3 separate regions of the Sus scrofa genome follow, and all the other regions are linked to region 2. The links are chromatin contacts, called in public Hi-C and HiChIP or PLAC-seq maps. All regions are on one chromosome and are shown on one strand. Each heading gives the region's core, a stretch centred on a gene start, on an enhancer-like site or on the middle of the called end of the contact. The rest is flanking DNA. Distances are from core to core; before and after follow the strand shown. Region 1 holds the start of BCAT2 (branched-chain-amino-acid aminotransferase, mitochondrial). Region 2 holds the start of CA11 (carbonic anhydrase 11). Region 3 holds the start of RASIP1 (ras-interacting protein 1).

What was found. A called contact is a pair of places that touch in the nucleus more often than the background predicts. HiChIP or PLAC-seq counts read pairs in DNA pulled down with a chosen protein or histone mark.
Region 1: a contact with region 2 is called in a Hi-C map of liver, with 5 times the contacts expected there. The contact joins the promoter of BCAT2 here to the promoter of CA11 in region 2. A contact is called at or near these places in 4 of 47 Hi-C or Micro-C datasets (embryonic fibroblasts, fetal liver, heart right ventricle and 1 more).
Region 3: a contact with region 2 is called in an H3K27ac HiChIP or PLAC-seq map of skeletal muscle. The contact joins the promoter of RASIP1 here to the promoter of CA11 in region 2. A contact is called at or near these places in 4 of 5 promoter capture datasets (fetal liver, fetal skeletal muscle and liver), 23 of 47 Hi-C or Micro-C datasets (alveolar macrophages, brain, embryonic fibroblasts and 12 more) and 2 of 2 datasets of contacts at active chromatin or transcription factors (alveolar macrophages and skeletal muscle).

The regions. Positions count from the first base shown.
Region 1 is chr6:54,121,813-54,125,783 of Sscrofa11.1, forward strand. It overlaps BCAT2 (branched-chain-amino-acid aminotransferase, mitochondrial), which reads right to left and starts at 1,636. Exons shown (of 10, transcript XM_021094703.1): 1 at 1,438-1,636. The coding sequence starts at 1,461. All of the region lies in intron 2 of LOC106510565 (a long non-coding RNA gene), which reads left to right. HSD17B14 (17-beta-hydroxysteroid dehydrogenase 14) reads right to left here. Exons shown (of 10, transcript XM_021094705.1): 9 at 3,858-3,954; 10 at 3,417-3,768. The coding sequence ends at 3,595.
Region 2 is chr6:53,996,985-54,001,466 of Sscrofa11.1, forward strand. It overlaps CA11 (carbonic anhydrase 11), which reads right to left and starts at 1,660. Exons shown (of 9, transcript NM_001004038.1): 1 at 1,571-1,660; 2 at 1,406-1,480; 3 at 543-685. The coding sequence starts at 1,637. All of the region lies in intron 2 of LOC110261016 (a long non-coding RNA gene), which reads left to right.
Region 3 is chr6:54,070,235-54,074,308 of Sscrofa11.1, forward strand. It overlaps RASIP1 (ras-interacting protein 1), which reads right to left and starts at 2,181. Exons shown (of 13, transcript XM_003127281.5): 1 at 2,031-2,181; 2 at 1,691-1,831; 3 at 447-1,105; 4 at 421-444. The coding sequence starts at 1,827. IZUMO1 (izumo sperm-egg fusion protein 1) reads right to left here. Exons shown (of 8, transcript XM_021094699.1): 4 at 4,066-4,074; 5 at 3,781-3,881; 6 at 3,355-3,508; 7 at 2,795-3,002; 8 at 2,373-2,551. The coding sequence ends at 2,473.

The DNA.
Region 1 (3,971 bases), core at 386-2,885, 120 kb after region 2:
AGGGTTCGGTGTTGCCATGAGCTGTGGTGTAGGTTGCAGACGTGTCTTGGATCCCGCATTGCTGTGGCTGTGGTGTAGGCCAGTGACTACAGCTCCGATTCGACCCCTAGCCTGGGAATCTCCATATGCCACAGAAGCGGCCCCAGAAAAGGCAAAAAGACAAAAAAAGAAAAGAAAAGAGAAATGGCTGGGGGAGGGGGTGGATATGCACAGGGCAGGACTCCAACATGCTGGAGCCTTCTTGTTAAAGCTCAGGACTGTCCTAACGTGGCCCAGGAAGGTCACCATTAAAGCCAAGGATTGTCTCTATCATAGCTTAGCTGTCCTTCACACTTCGGGACTGACCCCATTTTACAGCCCGGGAAAGGTCTCTATCATGAGCAGGGCTGTCCTTGTCCCAGCAAGGGACCATCTGGACCATAACCCGCACATGACCCAGTCAAAGCCCAGGACTGATCCCCATGACATGCAGAACTGACCCACCATAGCCGAGGTCTCACAAGAAACCAGGACTGTCCTATGACAGCCCAAGATTCTCCGCATCATCACCCAGACTGTCCCCATCGCTGCCCGGAACTGTCCCACCACAGCCCAGCAGTGTCACCATCAAAGCCTAGCCCGCCTCGGTGGCAGTCCGAGCCTGTCTCAGTCACTCTGAGAAAGTAAAAGTCTGCCCTGCTCTCCATCAGGCTGGGATAAGAGTCCCAGATAAAGTCAACTACAAAGTTAACAGAAACCACTTTTCCCACCGTCAGGCTGCAGCTGTCAAGGGTTGTAAAGACACCCCCCCCACACACACACACCAAGTTATTAGTATTGTATCCTTGTTTTCTAAAACCACGGACCGAAGCTCTGCTTGTTGCCATCCTGTCCGTAAGAACGGAGGGTCCCCTTCTCGCCTGGACGATCTCAGTCACTGACAGGGAGATGCTGCCTCGGTCCCCCACCACCACCCCCGGGTGGAGAGTTCCAGATGAGAGGTTTCAGGGACACATGAGACATCTATCTTTAGTTCCAAGAAAACAGGGCGCTGGATCCAATTCCCATGAGTGACCTGAGACTGAACCCTATGCCTTCCTCCTACCTCTACCCCTAGGGGTCCGAGGTCCTGGGCGTCTTAGCCCGGCTCCCCCACCGGCTGCCTATTCCCTCCTAACCCATCCCGCCACCCCAGCCCCACGGCTCTCTCCTTATAGGCTCCTCCTCCACGTTCCCCTCCGTGTGGCTCCCATCTGGGTCCCCTTCCCAACGTTGACCTCTCTCCCCCTCCCCGCCTGGAAGGCCTTGTGCTGCTTTCTCCGGGGCCTCCTCCTCCTCGGCGCCCCGCGGCGGAACCCGAGTGCGGGAGGAGCGGGTGCCACGCCGGAGAGGCCACGGGCGAGGGGTCCACCCGAAGTGCGCCTCCCCGCAGGGTCTCCCACCCGGCCGCGAACCCACCTGCCTCAAGGCGGCTGCAGCCATGGTCCGAGCGGCGGGGATCTGTGCCCGGCCCGGGTGCGGCGGGCGAGAAAGACGTTCCGGCTCCGCCCCGCTCACGCCCCCTCGCGTGGGATGACGGCCAGCCCAGCGCCCTAGGCTGCCCAGGCCTTCCCAGTTATAGGGCGCTGGAGGGGGAACTGGGCCCTGCTGCAGAGCGCATGCGCCGGAACCCGCGGGGGGCCGGGGGGGAACCCTCCTCCCCGCCCCCGCGCAAGAGCCAGCGTGCAACGGCTTCCAAACTGCGTTTTAATAGATCCAGAACTGTTCCGGGGCGCTAACAAAGGCCAGCAGCCCGAGATAAGAGAGGGGAAACGCAGGAAGCAGTGATCTTCACGCACCACGATTCTTGGGGAAAAGCAAACCCCGCTCTAAATATCGGTGGGAGCAGAGAGTACGGAAAAACGCGCGGGAAAAGGGAGGGGACTCCGAAGAGGGCGGCAGGTGTGGATGGAGCAGGAGCTTCCCTCTGGATACTCTATTTGAATACAGGTTTTTCTTTGCAACGAGAAGATAACGTGTGCATTCTTTGTAACTTTTAAAGAGAAACACCCACACTGTTCACCTTGCCTCCTACCACCTCTTTTCATCAGTGGTAAAATTTCAATCCCCCACTTCATCAGAGGGCTTCCGTGAGCAGCCCTTAGAATAGGATTTCCTGGTTTATGCCCCTTCGGGAGTGTCTCCCCAGCTTCAGGACCCCCAGAGGCAGAGTTAGACGATTACAGCCCCGCAGGGTCCCTCTAATCGCCAGCTGGTCAAACCCGCATCGGTGTCCCCTACGCCACGCCACGCGGTCACTGTGTCCCCCCGAACCTTCCAGGAGTTCCCCCAACTCCTGCATCGGGGTTACTTTGACACCAAAATATTGTTCCTCTTGTGTATTCAAACTCAGTCCCTGGTTCACTGCGTCTCCGTAATTCTACCCTGCGACACTATGCCCCCAAATTCTGTCCCGCAGCCTTAACAGTCACAGGCCCAGGTGGTCAAACCTGAACGCTCTCCAGCAAAGTGTCTCCGCCTTCCCTCCCTCCTCCCCAGCCCTCTTCCCCCCTCAACCTTGGCTGGAGCCTTAGCGGTGCCGCGCCCAGGCCAGTTGGTGATTGCTGCACACACACCCCCGCCGCGGCCAATCCGCAGCAGTGATGCAGCTCCACCTCCCAGCCTGGGGGCCCCCACCTCGAGGAAACTTGGTACCTCCCAGCCGGGGAGTCATGCCACTTAATTTCCTCCTACCTCCCCTTTAGTTTCCCAGTCCTCTAAATTCAGGCATCCAGACACCAGCTCTTCCTTCCTCGGACCCCGGATTTTCAACCCCCGGTTTTTTCTTCCTTCTCGACTTTTGGGGCTGGCCACCCTCCTACTCTGCTGGCAGAGAGGTCTAAACTCCTTTCCCCTAAGGGCCAAGAATAAACAGGGAGGCCTTTTTGCTTTACCTCCTTCATTATTTCCAAATTAGAGTTTGATTTACTCTCCCCTGCGGGCTTGTTTAATTACTGCTCGGTAGCAGCCGGCTGGCAATACTTTTCCCAGGAGCCCCCGGGTTGCTCCTGCCGCAAGGCCTTCTGGAAATCGTAATCCCTGGGGTCCAGGCCTCCAGTGGAAATGGGGGAGGGCAAGGATTAGGGTTTTTTGGTGGTTTTTTTTTTTGCCTTTTTCTAGAGCCACACCTGCAGCATATGGAGGTTCCTAGGCTAGGGGTTTAATCGGAGCTACAGCTGCCAGCCAAGGCCAGAGCCACAGCAATGCGGAATCTAAGCCATGTCTACGACCTACACCACAGCTCACGGCAACGCTGGATCCTTAACCCGCTAAGCAAGGCCAGGGATCGAACCCACAACCTCATGGTTCCTAGTCGATTCTTTAACCATTGAGCCATGATGGGAACTCCGAGGATTAGGGTTTTAAGGGGCCAAAATAAATGTAACGATGCCCTCCTCTTGGCTGCAAAGTGCTTTTATGGAAAGATGTGGGGTGGTCTGGACATTGGTAAGTGGGCTTAAAGTCTGGCGGGGGGCGGGGGGGCGCAGCAGCTGAGAGGTGGGAAGGGGAATTTGGGAGACTGAGTTTGCGATGGGAGAGCCCTGGTCCGGGAGGCCCAGGTGGAAATGTGGGAGATTAGGGGATCACAGACGCCCCTGCGGGGACGCTGCACTGCGCCGCCTTGCACCCAAAGCCCAGCTCCGCGCCCCCAGTCACTAGCAGCTCAATCCCGGTGCAGAAGCTGGCTTCGGAGGCCAGGAACACAGCAGCAGCCCCCACCTCAGCAGGCTGGCCCATGCGGCCCAGGGGCTGGGGAGAGACGAGGGGAAAAGCAGGTCAAAAGGGGCCCTCACCTGACCGCCACCCCCATTCCACCTGGATGGGGCCCCCACTCCTACCTGGGCCAGCGTGCCCTCTCGGATTTTGGCCTTGGGGTCAGGTGTTGATGCTGCCAGCTCTTCCCACAGCGGGGTCCAGATGTTTCCTGGGGAGATGCTGGGGTGAGGGAGCAG
Region 2 (4,482 bases), core at 410-2,909:
AGGGCACCGGTAGCAAGTGGGAGTGAGGGAGGAAATGGGAGGGGGAAGAGCTCGGAGACTTGGCTGGGGCCACTGAGTGAAGGGTGGTGCCAGCTCTTATAAGAAACAGTATTGCAGTGGAGGGAAGAGCATGGATTCTGGGACCACACTGCCTAGGTCTGAATCCCAGCCTTGGCACTCTCTAGCTGTGTGACCTCAGGCAAGTGACTTCACCTCTCTGTGCCTCAGTTTCTGCATCCCTAAAATAAGAATAACAATAGCATCTATTTCATGGAGTTGTGAAGATGAGACGATTTATCAGGTTCGAAAACAGTGCCTGGCACGGGAGATGGTCTGTCTTACCATTGCTTCCAAGAGATGGAAAGACTAGGAGGCCATGTTTGGAGAGGGAAGAATCAGGGATCCATTTAAGGGTGGACAGCGCCTCCTCTCTGCTCAGTGTAGGGCTCCTTCCCCCAGGCTAGCCTCCCAGCTCATGCCCCACCCCCGACCCCAACTCAAGCCCAGTGGGGTTTGGTAACCCCTCCCAACAGGCCACTTACCTTCTCTCCCCCAGTGCTGAGTCTCAGTGGGGGCAGAAAGGGGTCGTAAAGGACCCTCTTCAGCTCCACATCCACAGGGCTCTGCCGCTTCCCCACAGCACACAGACTCCAGGCTGCGTTCACCAGGCCCCAGAAGGGAGGCCCTGGGAGCAGAGGTGGGGCAGGGAGGAAAGGGAGTCAGAAGTAGGGACTAGATCTCAGTGCTGGGATCTGCTGGGAAGGCTGTGGTTTCCTGACTTTGAGGGAGGAGGTGGCTGAAATGCAGAGTCCTGGGTCCTAGAAGACTCTTAGAGGAGTTTCCTATACCGCCCCCCTACCCCCAACACCTCCAAGCCTCTCTTTGATCAAACCTATCATCAATGGTCTTTGGGGAAGAAACTACAACTCCCAGCAGTCTGTGAGGTGGCCAGCCTACCCATCCCCTGCCTGCTTGCCCCAGAGCCCATGGGAGTTGTAGTTCTTCAGTCTCCCTTATCCCACAGCTGGTTGATGAATGTACTGGGGAGAAGGAGTTGCAAGAGAGGGCTGGACCAGGTGGAGAACCGGGCCCCGAACCTCTGGTTCTCAGTACGAGCCAGGACCTACCTGGTCTTTCCCAGCAAGCACACACACACTCTTCCACCCCCACACTCCCTTGCCTTCCACTCACTCCCACTCCCGACTCGAAATGCGCATGTATAATGTCCCATGCTGAGCCACCCGGGGTCAGAGGCTGGGCCTCCGGAGGGAGGAAGGAAGGGGCTAGGACTCCTGGGTCCTGGGGATGGGGGGGGGGGCGGGGGGGGGCAGGGGAGGAGCGGACTCCGGGGTCTCAGGAGGAAAGCCTGGCTGCCCAGACGCCTGGGTCCCCGCCCTGGCTGCACCTGGCACGAAGTTTCCCTGGAGATTATCCTTGTAGCTCCACCAGTCCTCTGGGTCAGGTGCGGGTCCGATGTGAGCTGGGGAGACAGCGGCTTGAAACCCTCTCCTGGACACCCCACCCCCACCCCTCCCTGAGGGGCTCCTGCCCCGACCCCCCCAGGCCTTACCTGCCGCCCCCAGTACTGCCCAGAGTACCAGCGCTCGAGGGGCGCTCAGACGAGCTGCACCCCCCATCCCGGGGAAGCCTCGGGGCGACCCCTATCCCAATGCCCTGACCCCCAACCCCCCAGCTCCTTCCCTTCTCTGTGGAACCCCGACCCCCCAAGGACTTGCAGCCTTCCTCTCCTCCACACGGGGAGCCCCAGTTCCCAATTTCTGAGGCAGCCGGGGACTGAGACCCCCCTACCCCACCCACTCCCCTGCTCCTTCTCGGCGTGTCTCCTTCCTCGCCTCTCTCCCCAAGCCCTCGAGTCTCCCTCTGTCTCCCGGTCTTCCTACTCCTCTCCTCTGCCTTCTGCTTTTCCCTCGGGTTACCCCTGGGCTTCTAACCCACACCCCCCTCTTCGCTCTCTTTTCATTAAGCTCTCCCCAGCCTCCTAACTCCATGTCTCCATCCTGCTTCTCTCACCTCCTCCTCCTCCCTCTCTCCCTCCTCTGCTCCTGCCTCTTCCTTCTCCCCTTCTTCTCCTCCTCACTCTCTCCCTCTCGGCCTCCCGCTGCCCCCTCTCTCTCTCCCCCCACCTCCTCCTCTCCTGCCTCTTCTGTTTCTCTGTCTCGCTCTTCTCCCTCCCCCCCTTCTCTCTCTTGCTGTTATTTAATTTTTCTGTTGGGGGGGGCTCTCACAGCAGCGAGCACCCCTCCCTGGGCTGGTGTGTGTGGGTGGTGGTGGAGGGAGTACTCCCAGGGGCAGGATAGAGAGGTTGTTGGGGGGGGGGACTCGTCCCCAGCTCCCAGCCGCGCTGGGGCCACGGGGGCGGGGGTGGCCCGGACACCTGGGGCCCAAGAGCTGGCAGTTTCCATCCTCCGCAGAAGGGGGAAGGGGGGGGCCCTTAAGGTGGAGCTGGGAGAGTCCTCGGGTGTCTCCACGCTCAGGGCCACTGGCCCTGAAGGATCCGGGATCCCCCAGCTCGCAGGGACCCAGGTGCGAGCCTGCACAGCGCCTGCAGCCCCCCGCCGGATGCATCACCCAAGCCTCCACCAGGGGCTCCCTTAACCCGGCTAGGGGATCCCCTGGGAGACCGGAGTGCGGTGTGGGCCGCTGACCAGGAGGGGGAGGCAGAGACTTGGAGAGAGAGTGGGGGAGCGGGAGGAGGCAGGAGGAGGAGCCGGGGAGGCTGAGGCAAGAGAGCAGAGGTGAGGTCAGGGAGCTGCGGAGGCTTGAGGAGGAAGAGGAGCCTGAGATGGGGAGATTTGGCAGGAGACGCAGGGTAGAAAATAAACAGGCAGGGAGGTGGGGGCAGCCGCGGGAGACCAGAGAGAGGGGGAAAGAGAGAGAGAGAAAGAGAGAGAGAGACCTGGGACATACAGTGAATGCAAGAGATGCAGAAACTGATAAGATACACAGAGACAGAGACCCCCAGAATGACAGGGGGGAAAAAAATACAGAATGAGACAGATAACAGGTGGAGGCAGAGAAAGATACAGACACACACACTTAGAGATAGAAGCAGAGAGATGCACACTGCAGGTTAGAGATGGAAGAGCAAGATGCCAGGCCCAAGGTGGGTGGGGAGGGGCAGAAACAGAAAAAGATCTCAAGACAGAGGAGTTCCGGTCATGCCTCAGTGGTTAATGCACCCGACTAGTATCCATGAGGACATGGGTTCAATCCCTGGCCTCGCTCCATGGGTTAAGGATCCAGTGTTGCCTGAGCTGTGGTGTAGGTTGCAGACGCGGCTCGGATCCCGTGTTGCTGTGACTGTGGTGTAGTCCAGTGGCTATATCTCTGATTAGACCCTTCGCCTGGGAACTTCCAAATGCCGCAGGTGTGGCCGCAAAAAGACAAAAAAAAAAAAAAAAAAAAAGAAAGAAAGAAAGAAAGAAAGAAAGAAAGAAAGAAAAGAATCCGTCTGCAGGAGTGCCCTTGCGGCTCATCGGGTTAGGGACCCAGCATTGTCACTGGCAGCTCAGGTCACTGTTGTGGTGCAGTTTCAATCCCTGGCCCAAGAACTTTCATATGTTGCAGATGCAGCTAAAAAATAAATAAATAAATAAGGCAGAAGAAGAATCTGACTACAGTGGCTCGAGTCACCTGCTGTGGAGTTTCAGGTTTGATCCTGGCCCAGCACAGTGGGATAAGGATGTGGCATTGTTGCAGTGGAGACATACATAAGTCACAGCTCCAGCTGAGATTTAATCCCTGGCCTGGAAACTTCCATACACTGTGAGTCAGCCATAAAAAAAGAGAGAGCTTGACATAGAAACACTCACCTAGAGCAAGAGGCAGAGAGAGTGAGTTCCTGTTGTGGCTCAGTAGTTAACAAGCCTGACTAGTATCCATGGAGATGCAGGTTCGATCCCTGGTCTCGATTAGTGGGTTAAGGATCCAGCATTGCTGTGAGCAGCTGTGGCGTAGGTCGCAGACGCAGCTCTGATCCCGCATTGCTGTGGCTGTAGCGTAGCTGGGCGGCTACAGCTCCTATTCGACCCCTAGGCTGGGAACCTCCTTTTACCGTGGGTGCGGCCCTAAAAAGACCAAAAAAAAAAAAAAAAAAAAAAAAAAAAAAAAGAGGCAGAGAGAGGAGGAAACAGAGAAAGAAGCTGGCATGTGCCCATAGAGGCACTCATAAAGGAAGAGGTATCAACAGAGACCAACTAATGGACAGAGACAGACCCAGATGGGGGAGAGAGACCCAGAGATAGATCTGCCGACATAAAGGGAGAGACTAAAGCATCAGAAAGCAGAGCCTTCAGAGACAGAGAGGTGGCAGTGCACGTTCAAGCACCCGTGATGGAAGGAGACAGAGACACTCAGGAGACTCAAAACTGGAGCGACACAGGAGTTCCCACTGTGGCGCAGCAGAAAGGAATCCGCCTAGTAACCACAAGGTTGTGGGTTCAATCCCTGGCCTCGCTCAGT
Region 3 (4,074 bases), core at 931-3,430, 74 kb after region 2:
CAGGCCCGTGCCCCTTCTAGCCTCCATCCACAAAGGCACTGCCCCTCACAAACCAATTCAACCTACTACTACTGACAGGCCTCCCGACATCAGGACCACTCACCTGCTCCGCCCTGTATCTCTTCCTCCCCATTACTCCATTCCGCGGCCCCGCCCCAGTATCGCAGGCCCTGCGCAGCGACGCTGCACCTATCCCAAGGGCAACGACCTCCGGCCTAGCCCACCTGGCTGACCCGAGTCCCGTCCCAGTTTCGTCTTCCCCTAGACCCAGGGCTGTATCGGCCCCACCCAGACCCCTCTCGCGGGCCCCGCCCCCAGCCCGCCGTCCGGTCCCACCAGCTTCTCTGGCCCCGCCCCCCCAAGCCCCCGCCCATCCCTCTCCGCTGGCCCCGCCTTCCAGCGTCCGCGCCGCCAACTCACCATCGCCGTCCGCCGCCCCGAAGGCTCCTGCTCCAGGCGGCGCGCCTCCTCGCGGCCGCGCAGCTCGAAACGCCGCGCCCAGCCGGGCCGCGCCCGCCACAGCTCCTGCACCAGCAGCGGGCGCTCGGAGTCGCCCAGCACTCGCAGGTGCTCCGCCCGCCACTCACCGCTGCCCACCGCGCCCGCCCCGGGCCGGCCCAGCGCGTCGCACAGCGCGAAAGCGTCCACGCAGCTGCTCTCGCCGGGGCCGCTGCCGGGGCTGCCGGCCAGCCCGTAGCGCTCCAGCGCCTCGGCCACCAGCTCGCGCGCCGTGGAGCGCGCCGTGGCCAGGACGCTCTTGTAGTTGGCGCCCGAAGCCAGCCCGGCGCCGAAGATCTTGAGGACCCCCGGGGGCGCCGTGGCGCGGGCGGCCAGTGGCGGCTCGGGGGCCACGCCCGCCGCCAACTCCGGCAGCTTCTTCTCGCTGGCCCAGCGCTGAGCTGCCCCCGGAGTCCCGGGACCTCCCGCGCCGCCGGACCCCGTGGTGCCGGTCCCCGAGCCCCGAAAGAGCTGAGAGATGCGCTTGGCGCGGCTCCCCGAGGCTCCCCCGGCCGCCTTGACCGCGCCCACTCGCCGCAGCTCCACGTGCGGCGGCGGCGGGGGCAACGGCTCGCTGCTTCGGCTCCCCGTGTCTGAAGACGAAGACCTGGCGGCCCGCCGGGGAGCAGAGACGGGGGAGAGAGAGACCCCAGAAGACACGCAGAGACAGGGTGGGGGATTAGAGAACGAAGGAGGGGGGCAAAGACACAGATGGGGGAGCAGAGTCCCAGAGCGAGTGGGGGACAGACACCCACAGAAGGGCAAGAGATGCGGGGTATATAGAAATGGGGGGCACAGAGGCCAGAGGGGGAGGGGGGGAGAGAGAGAAAATAAATAAATAAATAAATAAATAAATAAATAAAGGCAAGTCCCACAGAAGGAAATTCCAAGAGGTGAGCAGGCACGGGAGGAAGGAAGGTGAATCAAGCTGCTGCTCCTTCTGTGTCCCGGTCCCCCGTCCCCGTGTCCACCCGGCCTAAGCCCACCTCCAGGACCCACACTGGCCCCATCAGGCCCTGTATCACTGGGGCCAACTGTCCCCTACTGCCAGCTCACTTGCCCCTTCAGGACAGGAACTGGAGCCAACCCTTTCGGGGTCCCGGGCATTTTCCAGTGGAGGGACCGAGTCCCAAACAGGGCGAGACCGGAGGCAGGTGAGGTGGGGCAGGAGTCGGGCAGAGGTGGGCACTACTTGACAGAGGCAGCGCTGGGCCAGCGCCGCCCCAGCTTGGCCAGCTGCTTCCTGGGAGAATTGATCCACAGGCCCACCGGGAGATGGAGCTTCCCGAAGCGGGGGCTTCCGCCCTCCTTCCGCTCACCAGATAGCATGGCCCTAAGGGAGAGCGGGTAAGGCCCCCACTCACGAGGCTTGAAGAGCTAGAGGTGGGGGTGGAGGGGGACCAGGCCTCCTAAGTCAGAGGGAGGAGGGGGCTGGGTGGGAGAGAGGAATGGGGCCCCGGGTGGCTGGGATGGGGACCCACACCTGGGTCTGAAGGAGGAGGGGTCTGGACCCTGGGATCCCAGGCTCTTACCCTGTTTCGGGTCCCGGCAGCACCCGGGGCCCCTGGCTCCTCTTGCCCTGGATGGTTCCTGACCCCGCTGCTCCTGTTCAGCCTCTGCCTCGGCCCCAGCTCCCAGCACTGGGTGGGGGACAGGAAAAGGCAGAGGAAACCGGCAGGAAGAGCGGGGAGGGGGCGTCCTGTGAGGGGACCAGGCCTGGGGGAGGAGATCTGGGGAGGGCTGGCCCTGCCCCACTCCTTGATTCTGGAATCACATCGCAGCCAGTGGGCCCCTTCCAGGACCCAGGGGGCCAGGTCTCCAGCCCCTCCTCCCTCAGTCGGGAGAGAGTCCCCAGACGTCTCTAAGGGAACCAGGTTAGAATCCGTCCGGAGGAGTGCGTCAGATACTTAGACAGCTACATTAATCTTTATTTTCTCCCTAATGTTTTCCTCTTTTCCTTCGAAACCCGGAGTCCTAAGCAGTGCCTTTGCCAGGGCTGAGCGGGGAGGCCTTTAGGAAATTCATCACTTTCCCAGACTGAGAGAAAAGTATCCTGGCGGGGGTGCAAATAGCGGAAAGAGGTTAGGTCCCAACTGAGTGAGGAACACCGCTTCCCAGCCTCCCCGGTGCTTGATCTCATTCTAGCATTTAGCCAAGCTTCGCCCTCCTAGGTAAGCCCCGCTCCCGGAGGAAGGCCAGCTCTCGGCGATCGTGGGCTCTCAGAGCCTTCCTGCCTTAGGGACTTGGAAACCCCGCCCCTCACTCCAGGCCCCGCCTTCTTCAGGGGGCGGCTCACGCGGTCACGACGCCGGCTATCAGCACCACGATGGCCCCGATGAGCAGCCCTACCAGGCGGTGTCTCAGCACTTTCTCGGGCCCTGGAGACTGTGATTGGAGGGTTGCGGACGTCTGGGGACGATCCAAAGTCACCTCACCCGGAGCCGTCTCATCCTGGGTTTCGGTGTTTGGTGACGGTGTCTCCTCCACGATTCTTTTGGGCAATACTGAGAGAGGAGGGGCAAGCAGCAGTCCTGGGGGGGCATCAAGGTCCCGCCAAGGCCCAGGCAAGCTCTCCTCATGGCAACCCGACCAGGCCCCGCGGGACAAAAATCACACCCCCAGTTGCGTGAAGTCCGAACACACCCAGTGGGGGGGGCCCTGGCCCTGTGGCCAGAGGCCACACTCAGGCCAGGAAGCCACACCTTTGGGACCTGAAACCACAGGCCGATAGAAAGTTATGCCCACAGGCCACGCCCCGGGAGCAGGCCACGCCCCTGGAGCTGGAGTTCCACCCCCCCGACCCCCCCAACCTAGGGACCATCTGAATCCCACGTCTCTCAACAACCCAGCACTGACCTGTGACATGAAAATGGATGATGGTGGCTGGAGTGGATTGTACAGTACCCAGCTCGCAGCGATATGTGCCTGCATCCTTCGGACTCACCATGGTCTTGGTCAGGGTGGGCTCTTGCCCCTTGGCCATCAAGGTCTCAGAGTTGTTCTTCCAAACCTAGACCCAAGCTCAAGGGGTCACAGAGGCCTGGGGAATTCAGGGGTTGGGGGAGTATAGGGGTGAGAAGATCACGGGGCTTCAGTGGTGAGGTGGGAGTCCAAGGTGTCCTGATCAGGGCCTAGGGTCCCAGGGGAGCAGAAGAAGCCAAACTTGGTAGGTCATGGGTCATGGGCATGGTGGGTGCAGGCCTGTGGGTACAGGGACCGGGGGGCTCATACAAGCCTGATGGCCTTGGACTTCAAGGGTTAACAGGAGTTGGAGGACCTCACCCTGTAAAAGCTGTAATCCGTCAGGCCTTGAGAGACTTTATGCCAGTTGAGCTCACAATCCAGGATCATATCTTCCATTTGATGGACCTTGACTTTGCGCTCTGGGAATGGGGAGTTACTGTGGGATGCTCTTTCGCGGTTCTCGGCCCTCTCCCAACCCTTCCACTTGACATCAGCCCCGCTGTTTCCAGTTGGCTGGCTCCAGTCTCCACCCTCTTTAGACTCGGTCCCTCCTCCGGCTCCACCCCTCTTGCGCTAGTCCCACCTGCTGGGTCCAGGGCTCACCTCCACAAC